2 separate regions of the Macaca mulatta genome follow, and region 1 is linked to region 2. A link is a contact called in public Hi-C data. All regions are on one chromosome and are shown on one strand. Each heading gives the region's core, a stretch centred on a gene start, on an enhancer-like site or on the middle of the called end of the contact. The rest is flanking DNA. Distances are from core to core; before and after follow the strand shown. Region 1 holds the start of NFKBIB (NFKB inhibitor beta). Region 2 holds the start of HNRNPL (heterogeneous nuclear ribonucleoprotein L).

Evidence for each region. A called contact is a pair of places that touch in the nucleus more often than the background predicts.
Region 1: a contact with region 2 is called in a Hi-C map of liver, with 1.7 times the contacts expected there. The contact joins the promoter of NFKBIB here to the promoter of HNRNPL in region 2. A contact is called at or near these places in 3 of 14 Hi-C or Micro-C datasets (cortical neurons, fetal cortex germinal zone and liver).

Annotation. Positions count from the first base shown.
Region 1 is chr19:49,992,632-49,999,451 of T2T-MMU8v2.0, reverse strand. It overlaps NFKBIB (NFKB inhibitor beta), which reads right to left and starts at 3,761. Exons shown (of 6, transcript NM_001258157.1): 1 at 3,534-3,761. The coding sequence starts at 3,712. It overlaps SIRT2 (sirtuin 2), which reads left to right and starts at 4,085. Exons shown (of 13, transcript XM_077982711.1): 1 at 4,085-4,239.
Region 2 is chr19:49,939,439-49,945,377 of T2T-MMU8v2.0, reverse strand. HNRNPL (heterogeneous nuclear ribonucleoprotein L) reads left to right here and starts at 3,543. Exons shown (of 13, transcript NM_001266000.1): 1 at 3,543-3,813. The coding sequence starts at 3,547. LOC144337484 (a long non-coding RNA gene) reads right to left here and starts at 997. Exons shown (of 2, transcript XR_013410669.1): 1 at 870-997.

The DNA.
Region 1 (6,820 bases), core at 2,512-5,011, 54 kb before region 2:
GAGGCCACAGCGGGTGGATCACCTGAGGTCAGAAGTTCGAGACCAGCCTGGCCAACATGGTGAAACTGCTGTTGCTACTAAAAATACAAAAATTAGCCAGGTGTGGTGGCACACGCCTGTAATCCCAAATTTAGGAGGCTGAGGCAGTAGAACTGCTTGAACCCCGGAGGCAGAGGTTTCAGCGAGCAGAGACAGTGCCACTACACTCTAGCCTGGGTGACAGAATGAGACCGTGTCTCAAAAAAAAAAAAAAAAAAAAAAGAGTTTGAGAACACAGGGGGACCCTGTCTCTACAAAAAAATTTAAAAGTTTGCCAGGCATGGTGGCATGTGCCTGTGGTCCTAGCTACTCAGGAGGCTGAGGTGCAAGGATCACTTGAGCCAGGAGGTCATGGCTACAGTAGGCCATGATCATGCCACTGCACTCCAGCCTGGGTGACAGAGCAAGACCTTGCCTCAAAAAAAAAAAAAGGGTAGAGATTGTTAGATTGAATAAAAAAGCAAAGGCCAGGGGTGGTGGCTCATGCCTATAATCCTAGCACTTTAGGAGGCTGAGGCAGGTGGATTGCTTGAGCCCAGGCATTCAAGATAAGCCTGGGCAACATAGCAAGATCCTGTCTCTATTAAAAAGAAAGCAAAACCCAATTATACATGGTCTACAAGAAACACCCTTTAGATATAAATAAATTACCCAGACATGGTGGAGCAAACCTGTAGTCCTAGCTACTTGGGAGGCTGGGGTAGGGGGATGGCTTGGTAGGAGTTCAAGACTGCAGTAAGCCATGATTGAGACACTGTATCCAGCCTAGGTAAGACCCTGTCAATAGGCAGGCAGGCAGGCAGGCAGGCAGGTAGGTAGGTAGATAGATAGACAGAGATAGACAGAGATAGATAGAGATAGAGAGAGAGAGAGAGAGAGAGACAGATGATAGATAGATAGACAGACAGACAGAAATACAAATATTTTTAGGCCGGGTGTGGTGGCTCACACCTGTAATCCCACCACGTTGGGAGGCCGAGGTGGGTGGATCACTTTAAGTCAGGAGTTCCAGACCAGCCTGGCCAACATGGTGAAATCCCATCTCTGCTAAAAGCACAAAAATTAGCCGGATGTGGTGGTGCATGCCTGTAATCCCTGCTACGCGGAAGGCTGAAACATGAGAATTGCTTGAACCTGGGAGGCAGAGGTTGCAGCAAGCTGAGATCATTCCACTGTACTACAGCTTTGGTGACAGAGCAAGACTCCAGTCTCAAAAAAAAAAGAAAAAGAAAAAAAATACTGAATTAGGCCGGGTGTGGTGGCTCATGCCTGTAATCCCAGCACTTTGGGAGGCCAAGGTGGGCAGATCATTTGAGGTAAGGAGTTTGAGACCAGCCTGGCCAACATGGTGAAACCCTGTCTCTACCAAAAAAATTACAAAACTTATCCGGGGGTGGTGGCACCCCCCTGTAATCCCAACTACTCGGGAGGCTGAGGCAAGAGAATCACTTGAACCCAGGAGGACAAGGTTGCAGTGAACGGAAACTGTGCCACTGCACTCCAGCCTGGGGAACAGAGTGGACTCCAACTCAAAAAAATAATAAAGCATACTGAATTAAATGAAAATAAAAACACAACATACCAGAATTTGAGAGATATTGCTAAAACAATATTGCTAAACAATAGTCAGGAGCAAATTTATAGCACTCAATACCTATACTGGAAAAGAGGAAAAAAGAAAGGTCTCAAATCAATGATCTCAACTTTCACCTTAAGAAACTACAAAAAGAAGAACAAATTAAAGCCAAAGTAAGCAGAAGAATGAACATAATAAAAGTCAGAACAGCCTGGCATGGTGGCTCATGCCTGCAATCCCAGCACTTTGGGAGGCTGAGGCAGGCAGATCACGGGGTCAGGAGTTTGAGACCAGCCTGGCCAACATGGTGAAACCCCATCTCTACTAAAAACACAAAAATTAGCCAGGCATGGTGGTGGGCACCTGTAATCCCAGCTACTGGGGAGGTTGAGGCAGGAGAATTGCTTGAACCCAGGAGATGGAGGTTGCAGTGAGTCAACATGGTGCCACTGCACTCCAGCCTGGGCGACAGAGTGAAACTCCATTTCAAAAAACAAAACAAAACAAAACAAAAAAACCGGCCGGGCGCGGTGGCTCAAGCCTGTAATCCCAGCACTTTGGGAGGCCGAGATGGCGGATCACGAGGTCAGGAGATCGAAACCATCCTGGCTAACACAGTGAAACCCTGTCTCTACTAAAAAAAAAAAAAACTAGCCAGGCGAGGTGGCGGGCACCTGTAGTCCCAGCTACTCGGGAGGCTGAGGCAGGAGAATGGCTTAAACCCGGCAGGCGGAGCTTGCAGTGAGCTGAGATCCGGCCACTGCACTCCAGCCTGGGCGACAGAGCGAGACTCTGTCTCAAAAAAAAAGCCAGGACAGAGACTAATTATATAAAAAGTAAAAAAAAAAAAAAAAAAAAAAGAAACCAAAATTAAGTAATGAAATGTAATGAAAATTAACAAGATTATAAAGCTGGTTCTTTGAAAAGATAAATATTTCTTCAGTGCCTCCTGGGTCAGGCACTGCTTGCATCACTGGGCATACAGCAGAAAACACAACAGACAAAAAACCCAGTACAGTCCCTCATCTGGGCTTTGCAACTGCAGTTCCTTCTCCCTGAAATGCTCTTATCCTGTTTATCTATTGCCTCATTTTCCTGCTTTATTTTTCTCCAAAGTACTTACTACCTCTGACTTTATTTCCTTCTCTTACTTTCTATGTTTCTTTCTTTCTGCGTGTCTTTCTTTGTTTCTTCCTGTCTTTCTGTTTCTTTCCTTCCTTGCGGTCTTATCTGTTTATTTAGTTCCACTAAAATGTATGCTCCACAAGCGCTTAAGTTTTTGTCTGTTTTCTCCACTGCCTTTATCACTAGCACCTAAAACGGAGCCTGGAATGTTGTACTGTGTAAAGAATATTTGTTTAACAGATGGATCCTTGGTCTCGTGGAGCTTACATTCTTTTTTTCTATTTTCCTTTTTTTTTTTTTTTTACTTTAATTAGGAATTCAACATAGAAGAGCTTACATTCTCTCTCTTTGAATTTAAGATTTGAAGAACACTGCTCAGATGACAGGATCTTAGAGTAAGGGACCAAGCATTAATTTTGGAAATCAAACTTTAAGGCTCAAATCAGGAACTAAGAATCAAAGATCATATTTGGAGGTTAGAAGTCAGGAGAAGCCACAGTTCTAACAAAAGTCTCAGGACTGGAGTCAGGTTTGGGTATCAGTGGATACAACGTGGATTCCAGGAGCTGAGAATCATAGTTCAGGAAAAGGTCAGAAATGATTGGGTGAGGATCATAGCTGGAAAGAAGATTGGTTTTGTTAAAAGTTAGGACTCGGGGGTTAGAGGTCAGGAAGTTCAGCATCGGAAGTCAGATTTAGGAGTGTGAGGTTAGGAAGCCTCAGGGATCAGACACTAATGGGGAATCAGATGCCGGGTCCTAAGGCTCCGTTTGGCAGCCTAAAGTTCACTCACGTGTCCCCATCCTCAGTGACGTAGCCGAAGACGAGGGGAGCCCACGACAGCCCCGGGCCCAGCTCCGCGCCCAATCCCGGTCCTCCGGGGGCCGCTGCGTCCGGACCCAGGGAGCCGAGGCCGCTGTCGCACCATTCATCTGCGTCGGCAGCTTTTCCCAAGCACGCGACCCCAGCCATGGCCCCCGCCACCTCAGGGGCCCCTCGCAGTGGCCCGCCTGTAGCTGGGCTTTGCCGGGAGTTCTGGCGCTTCCGCCCTGCGGGAAATTCCCCACCACGCCCCCTGATTCATCCAATGATAATATGCTGAATCGCTCACACCCCGCCCCCGTGCCGCATGCTGACCAATCAGAGTATTCGAGAGGACTACGACTCTCTAGCCGTTCCCACATTTTCCGGGCGCCCTTTACCAACATGGCTGCTGACGCCATGACTTCTGGGACTCGTAGTCCGGTCCTCGCGCGCTTTCTTACCTAACTGGGGCGCTCCGGGTGTCGTAGGAAAGCGCGTCTGCGGCCGCAATGTCTGCTGGGAGTTGTAGTTCAGTGCCCTATCCCGGCCACTCCCATTTCTGGTGCCGTCACGGGACAGAGCAGTCGGTGACAGGACAGAGCCGTCGGTGACGGGACACAGTGGTCGGTGACGGGACAGAGCGGTCGGTGACAGCCTCGAGGGCTTCAGCACCGCGCCCATGGCAGAGCCGGACCGTGAGTCGGGAATCCGGGTGGGAGGGTCGGGCCGCGCCGGGGCCTGATTGAAGGCTGCAGGCCCCGGGGCCCAAGGGCGGCCGCAGTGGGGCGGGAAGTAGGGAGCGCCTCGGGGAGTGGGGTTCTGAGGGTTGTTGCTAAGCGATCTATATCGCCAGGCTGGTGGGTTTCTGGGTCGCAGGGTGTTCAGGGTTCGTTTACCACATCCACTTGCCAAGTTGCCAATGATCGCGTGTTTCTCACACCTTGGTTGCTAAGGACCCTCGCTGCAAAGAACATAAGTTGCCCCGGTCCCGGCTGCTAAGGGTACCTGATTGTTAGAGGCAACCAGAGGATGCTGAGGGACCCCTGCTGTCCCCTTCTATGGCTTCCCCTTGTTCCGCGCCTCTCCTAAACCTACCGCCTCCACTGCACCACTGCACCTCCCTCCTAAACCTGCCTCCCAGCCAAAGCGTCCCTTCCCTTCTCTCTTCCTTTCTAAACTTCCCTCTGCCTTGTAAATCTAACCCTTCCCGCACACACACTGACACACTGTCGTGTCCTTCCTAACTCCTCCTGAGTGTTCCTTCATGCCCTGAATCCCTTAGGTAGGAGGAGGAGGATCGCTTGAGCCCAGGAGTTTGAGGCTGCAGTGAGCTATGATCGCACCATTGCACTCCAGCCTGGGTGACATGAGCGAGACCCTTTCTCTAAAAAGTAAAAAAGAAAGAAAGTAAGTCAGGGCCAGACACAATGGCTCATGCTTGTAACCCCAGTACTTTGAGAGGCCAAGGTGGTTGGATCGCTTGAGCCCAGGAGTTCAAGATCAGCCTGGGCAAAAGCCCCTACTTTCTCCCTCTCCTTCTAAATCTTCCTCTCCAGCCTCTCTGCCCCTCACTAATCACCTCTCCTGGCATCACTTTGCATGCTGATAAGATTTTTTCTCCGCCCCCTCCCTCCCCGTGCTCCATTTTTACCACCATCCCATCCCAGTGTAACTCGGTTGGTGGGTGTTCTGGCCCCTCACTGACCATTTGAATCCCTTTATTCCCCACTTAATCATTCTCCCCACTGTAACCACCTCTGCTCCCCTCCCTCAGCCTCTCACCCTCTGGAGACCCAGGCAGGGAAGGTGCAGGAGGCTCAGGTGAGATGGGCGAAAGGGTGGAGGGGAGGAGAGAGATGGACTTGTTCCACAGCCCGCAGGGGGGGAGGTGGCAAAGGGGAGACAGTCACCCCACGGCCCTCGGCTCATTGCCCCAATCCCTCACACCACCCAGTGCAGCTTTCTGGGGAAAGGCGGATTCTGGGGATTGTCAGAGAAGCGTTTCCAGCCTCAAGTCCAGGCCTGCCCTCCCAAACTTTCCTCCTTCCTCGCCACTGCCTGCCATCCCTTCTGAACCAAATTTGTCCTGGGCCTGGAAGAGACAGGTATCCCATTTGGTCTTGGAACGCACAGATCTCGTGGACAAGTGATGGGAAAAAATTATCTCACAGTGTGATGATAAAAGTAACTCAGGGGGCCAGGTGCAGTGGCTTATGCCCGTAATTCCAATAACTCAGGAGGCTGAGGCGTGAGGATCGCTTGAGCCCAGGAGTTTGAGGCTGCAGTGAGCTATGATTGCATCGTTGCACTCCAGGGTAAAACAGCAAGACCCTTTCTCTAAAAAGTAAAAAAGAAAGAAAGTAACTCAGGCCAGACACAGTGGCTCATGCTTGTAATACCAGTACTTTGGGAGGCTGAGGTAGGAGGATCGCTTGAGCCTAGAAGTTCCAGACCAGTCTGGGCAACGTAGGGAGGCCCCAAAAAATCTAAAAGTTAGCCATGTGCAGTGGTACATGCCTGTAGTGCCAGCTACTCATGAGGCTGAGTTGGGGAAGGATTGCTTAAGCCCAGGAGTTTAAGGCCGTAGCATGCCATGATTGTGCCACTGCTCTCCAGCCTGGGCGACAGAGCAAGACACGGTCTCAAAAAAAAAAAAAAAAAAAAAAAAAGGAAGAAAAGTAAAGAAACTCAGGGCACTGTGGGAGCACAGAGAAAAACTTTCTGGGTCAAAGAAGATTCCAGCCAGGCCATTCCCTGGAGGAATCCACAGGCTGGTCTAGCTGTCAGACCAAGATACAGACACAGTATAAGTGAAGAGTGACTTAGAATTTTCTTAGACAAGGTGAGAAAAGGTGATCCACACGACAGGTATCGCTTGTGCAAAGACCTGGGGGCATGAAGGAGTGTGATGTGTTCCGTAACTGGGTGGCTGGTAGGGGTCAGCTCGTTATAGTCACGGTTAACATTTACTGATGGCTTACTCCAGCTGTGCACACTGTTTAGTGCCAAACTTGCCTCATCTCACTTCATCTTCCTGGCATCCCTGTGAAGAGAAATGCCTATCATGGCCATTTTACAGAGGCAGAATTTGAAACAGAGGTGTTAAGTCACTTGTCCCCTGTCCCTCGGCTAGAGGAGCAGGGAAAGGTTTGAGTCCCCCAGCACTGGGCACACCGCCTGCCAGAGGCTGCCAGGAGAGGTGGACAGGCAGTCTCACAGGAGTTTGAAGGCCCCCCATCAGCACCTCCAGCTCTCCCTTAGGCCAAGCTGCCGATA
Region 2 (5,939 bases), core at 2,294-4,793:
GGCCTCCCAAAGTGCTACGATTACAGGCGTGAGCCACGGTGCCCAGTCTTTTTTTTTTTTTTTTTTTTTTTTTTTTTTTTTTGGTGTCGTTTGTTTCTGAGACAGGGTCTCGCTTTGCCAGCCTCCACCTCTTAGGCTCAAGTGATCCTTCCGCCTCAGCCTCCTCAGTAGCTGGGAATACAGTTGCACGCCACCATACCCAGCTAATTTTTTGTATTTTATGTAGCGAGAAGGTTTCGCCATGTTGCCCAAGCTGGTCACGAGCTCCTGGCCTCAAGCCATCTGCCCACCTCGGCCTCCCAAGTGCTGGGATTACAGGGGAAGCCACCGTGCCCGGCTGGCATGGGTTTACAGGGATCTGCAAGGGTCAGATTAAGCTTTGTGTGGATTAAGAACGGGAGCGACTTGCTCTTTCAGAGGCTGCCCAGCTGTGGTAATTTTCCGTGGTTCTTCCACCCTCTGGGTCATTTTTACTTCAACTGTGAAATGCGGGTAGGCCTCTAAGGTCCCGTTTCCATTCTCTGCATTCCTCATGACCATCCAGACAAAGCTGCTACCGCCATCCCAACGGATGAGGAAGGCTAAGTTACTTTCCTAAGGCCACAGACAGTAAATGCAGCTTCCACGTTGGAACCCCGGTAGGGTGGCTCCAGTCCCCTGCTCTGAACCCCCCAACTCTACAGCCTACCCCATCACCCTAATAGGCCTTGCAGTGCAGTGGTGATGCGTCTGCTCCGGCGTCAGACCAGCCCCGCCATGCCACTTGCAAGCTGTGGCATCCTGGGTTAGTCACTTGCGCCCCTTCAGCCCATTTCCTTATGTGAGCAATGTACACCCCAAACACTTGCCTCAGCCAAAACAACACTTGCCTGACCAGGAGGAAAGATGCGCGAGTCTCAAACAACTGCGTGACTTTCCGTCTGCGGGGGGCGGGGGTGGATTTTTGGGGAAAAGGGACGCGGAGCCCGAACGCCGCGGCTCCAAGGTCTTCCCGCTCCTTTCTTGCCTGATTTCCTCCATTCCCCCGCGGGGCGACCCTCGGTCTCCTACCGTGTCCCCGCTCCCGCGCCCCCTGCCCCCAATTTTTCTTCCTCCCACGGGGCTGAAAAAAGGTCGTGGTCCCTTTAAGGCCCGCCCCTCCCTCTCCCAAAACTTCCCAGTGTCTGCTCTTTTCGATCCGGGACGGCCGGTCAGGCTCGCCGCCGAGCTGGTAGGGGCTGGGGGCGAGGGGTGCGGGAGGGTGACCGGGGCACTGGCGGGCGGCGCCGCGCGCGACCAGGGGCCGGGGTCCGAGCAGCGGGGTGGGGGCGGGGCGGCGGCCGGGAGCGCTGGGGTTGCGGGTCACCAGGCCGGCCGGGCGGCCTGGAACGTGCGGCGCAGGGGACACCGTACCGCCGCGCTCCGGCCGTGCGCGCCGGCGCGAGGGGCGTCCGGGCCGGGCGCGGGGGCGGGGAGGGGAGGGGCCCCCTCTCTCCCCCTCCCCCCACCGCATTCCTCTGACGTTGGGACCGAGCGACCCCGCCCTTCGTCGCGACCGGCCCCGCCTTCTCCCGTCACGCGGGTCACGTGCTTCAGACGCTGCCCCGCCTCCGTCTCTGTTCAGTCAGCGTGTTCGGATCTTCCCGGCGTCCGGGAGAGCTGACCGAGGTCCCCAGCAGGGCCCCCTCCCCCATCTTTATTTTCCCTCGCCAGCAGAGCCACCACGCCTGTCCCCCTCTTGTATTGCCATAGACCCCATTTTTTCTGAGATTGGGTTTCGCTCCGTCGCCCAGGCTGGAGTGCAGGAGCGCCATCACGGCTCACTGCAACCTCGAACCCCGGGGCTCAAGCGAGCCTCCCGCCTTGGCCTCCCCAAGTGCTGGGATTACAGGTGTGAGCCACCACACACGGCCTCCATTTCAAACTTAGTTTCCACCCGGACCTCAACTCGAAAGCCCCCATCAGCCAGGCGGAAAGGTCCTGGAGCACTTTTGAGGCGCCCCCCGCATTTCTCACGACGCTAGCTTCGCTATTCTTTTCCCCCTTTGGCGACATCGTCACTTGCCAATAGCTTCGATAAGGTGTTCCCCCCGCCAACCCGGCGCGGGCAGCCCCATAATGTTATGTTCCGTAGGACAGGATCCCGGGTTAATCCCCGTTTGACCCCTCCGCTTGCGCGTGATAACTGGGGCGCTTGTCTCCCCCACCCCCAGGCTTCGCCAGTTGTGTTTAGTTGGAGTCGAGATACCCTCCGACATTCTCTCGGGGCAGTGCGGGTGGTCTTACCCCGCCCTTGAGGAAGAAAGGTCTGACGCAAGCACAGATCACAAGAACGCCTCCCCTGTGCAGGGGGCTTGCACTGGGCGCTTGGTAGGTGGCCACCCTCTCCAAGGTCGGGGCCAGGGCCTCCTGTGGTGCTCATAGGGGTCGAGCTGTCAGGTAAAAATCACTGGCCCGAGTTACGGCTGGGGGTCTGGGATGGCAGGGGCCTGTGAATTTAGATCGCACAGACTAGATGACTTGGCCCTTAGCTCCTGCAGGAGGGGTAGTGGAGGGACTATCCCAGGTGGAAGGGACTGCACGGGCACAGATCGAGAGTGCTCGGAAGAGCCTTCTCCCAAGGGAAACCGAAAGGCGTTGCGGCTGAATTTAGAACTGGATAGGGTCCGAAGACAGTCGGCAGCAGCGAGTGGTTTTATACTGAGGAAAAGGCTCAGATTTGGGATTTTAAGAATTCTTCCTAGAGGTAGAGAGGAACAGGGTATAGTGATGGCGACAGAGATACCCTGGGAGTTCCTGTCAATCTTGGTCTAGCCTTCCGGCGCACACACAGTGGCCGCTCGGTAAATACTCCGAGTATTCCAGGCCGTCACTCTCTAGAGGGGTGGCCCCGCCTCTGGGCGGTGCCTGAAAGCATATTTGCGCATGCCTTCTCGCCTTCGCTGGTTTCGTAGACCGCACCAAAGAGCGCCTACCCTGGGGTGGGGCTCCCCATTTTATCCAATCAGAGCGTATCAGTAGTCCTACCATCTAGTGAGAGGGTGCGCTCCACTCTCCATTGACCAATCAATGGAGACGCAGAAGAATGGGCATCTGTAGTAACCACTGGAGAGAGACCAAAAAAGGGCGGGGCTTCCTTGTCTCCTTGCGAAGTGGCGCGGGAAGGTAGTCTTTGTGACTGGGTACTGACGGATTAGCGAAGAGACCAATGAAAGTGGGAGGGAGGCGGGGATTCTTGGGAGGTTTAGAGCGCCGCTCCTATCAGGTGCTTTTAGGGAGGCCACCCGCGCCAGAAATCCGACCTATGAAATTGGATTTTATTTTAAGGCGGCGGGGTCGACGGAATGATTGGCAGAAAGCGATCACCTATAAAGAGTGTCTCAGACAAACAAGGGCGGGCCCTCCTGCAGAACGGCGTGGGCAATGTCCAATAAGCGCGCAAGGCGTGTGGAGGCCTACCCTTCCCCCGCGGCGGGACCAGTGGCTCCCCCTATCGGGTGGGGGCGGCGGGTGACGGGCGTGTCCCTCCCCCAATGAGAGGCGGGGGGAGGCGGGTTCTGCGCCGCCATGTCGCGGAGGCTGCTGCCCCGGGCGGAGAAGCGGCGTCGGCGGCTGGAGCAGAGGCAGCAGCCGGACGAGCAGCGGAGGCGGTCGGGAGCGATGGTGAAGATGGCGGCGGCGGGCGGCGGAGGCGGCGGTGGCCGCTACTACGGCGGCGGCAGTGAGGGCGGCCGGGCCCCTAAGCGGCTCAAGACTGACAACGCCGGCGACCAGCACGGAGGCGGCGGCGGTGGCGGTGGAGGAGCCGGGGCGGCGGGCGGCGGCGGCGGCGGGGTGAGGCCAGGGCCCTAGGAGCCGGGAAGGCCGGAAAGTGCGGGACAATTTCCCACCTTGAGGGCATTTTATTTTTTTAGGGGGCTTCTGCGCACGCGCTCAGGCCATCGCGCCGTTGACGGTGTGGGGGAGGGGCGGCCGTTGGGCAAACGGCGGGGTTTGCGCGAGGACAGGCGCCTGCGCGTGCGCGCGGTCCGGAGCTGGGGCGGGGGGGCGCGGAGGAAGTAGCTCGTGAGGCGAGCGGCCCAGGGCGCAGGCGCCGCGGGCTGGCGTGTGGGGGCCGGGCACGAGGCCCGGCCGGTTTTTTTCCCCTTTTCTTCGCTGGCCCCATGCGCAGGCGCAGTTCTCCCGCCCGGCCTCGTGGGCGGTTGGGGGAGCGCCTCGTGAGCGGGAACGGGTGGGCGGCGGCCTTGTCCTCTGGAGTGGGGAATTACGTCCGATGGCAGCTTAATCTCTGAGGCCCAGCCTTGTTTCTATACAGCAATGGATGTGTTTAGTTTAAATATTAGAACAGAGTATCTCCGTTATTTTTGTAGACATTGAAAATGGGAAGAGGATTTGTTAAATGAACTTTCAGCCTTTTAGGAGTTGAGCGAAGCTTTGAAACTATCACAAGTTCCGGGGATTCATTGGGTACCGAGGATTTGATAAACGAAACTGTTCCCTGGCCGTGCTGGAATTTCGATCCCTTGTAATCACTCCCTCCGAAAACACTAGTCGTTGCTTTTGGAGTGGGGCCCAGTCCCCACTCCTTCCAAGATCTTGAAGTCTTCCAGTGCAGCCCATTTGCAGGGTTTTCTGGGATTTAGGGGTTATGAGTTGCTAGCGTTTTAATCTTCGTCAGGCCTTGTCCCACACGTTTTAAAGACATCTTAAAGTCCTTAACGCTCCTCCGTGAGGTTGGGAGAGGTACTGGGATTCCCGATTTACAGAGGAGGAAATTGGCCAAGAGAGAGATGAGGTGAATTACTGTAGGTGGCACAACTAGTGAGGGGCAGGGCTGGAGTTAGAACTCCCATTTGTGGGAGCTGCTAACCTGGCGGGAGTGCCTCCCCCTGTGGTTCGGGTGGTTCATTCCTGAAATAGAATCCAATTCTACCTCCATTCCACGCTCTTCTGCCCAGTGATTCTCAGACAGGGGGCTGGTCCCAGAGCCCAGGAGAGGTGAAAGAGAGTTAATTTTCCTCCTGATGACCAGAGGCTTTGGTCTGTGGATGAGTGTAAGATACTTCTAGGAAGGAGCAGTCTTGGTTCTTAATGGTATGGATTGGAGTTTCTGGTCTTTCTAAAAGACCTTCCGTCTGGGTGTGGGGGCTCATGCCTGTAATCCCATCACTTGGGAGGCTGAGGCAGGCAGATCACCTGAGGTCAGGAATTCAAGAACAGCCTGGCCAACATGGCTGTTTTAGTAGAGACCATCTCTACTAAAAATTCAAAAAAATTAGCCGAGTGTGGTGGCAGGGGCCTGTAATTCCAGCTACTTGGGAGGCTGAGGCAGGAGAATCGCTTGAACCTGGGAGGTGGAGGTTGCAGTAGACCAAGATCTCGCCATAGCACTCCATCCTGGGTGACAGAGTGAGACTCCATCTCAAAAAATAAATAAGAGACCTTTCTTGTCCTGTTTTTCCTTGGTCTGACCTAGGCAGTAATTTCCAAAGCAGATTTTGGTGGGAGGGTGATTCAAGACTAGAAGGGGTCAAGACTGGCCTGGCTGCCCCAGTTTCTGGGGCACGTGTTGTTTTTTGCCCTGACTGAACCTAGGTGTGAGTGGTGGCGAACAGGTGTACTTAGCTAGGTGATGGTGGCTGAGCCAGTGAAAGGGCAAGGAATTTGGGGCACATGCAAAGGGGATGTCCTCATTCAAACTGTAGATAGCCGTTAGAGCCCTTCCTCCCAGTGTGTCTCCTTCTCCAGCTACTCTTTTCCCATGTTTCCTTGGTCAAGTGGACCAGTGGGAAGAGAGGGGGGTCCCTGGAAGAACGTAATATTTGGAACTTGTGTGGTCCTCTCTCCATCTACCTTCCTTAGAAGCTACAGCAAGAGCCAGAGGGCAAGTGACCACCCACTCAGGACCACTGTTCTGCTGACCCAGAATCCTTTTGGGCTGATTGACTTCAATGCTGCCC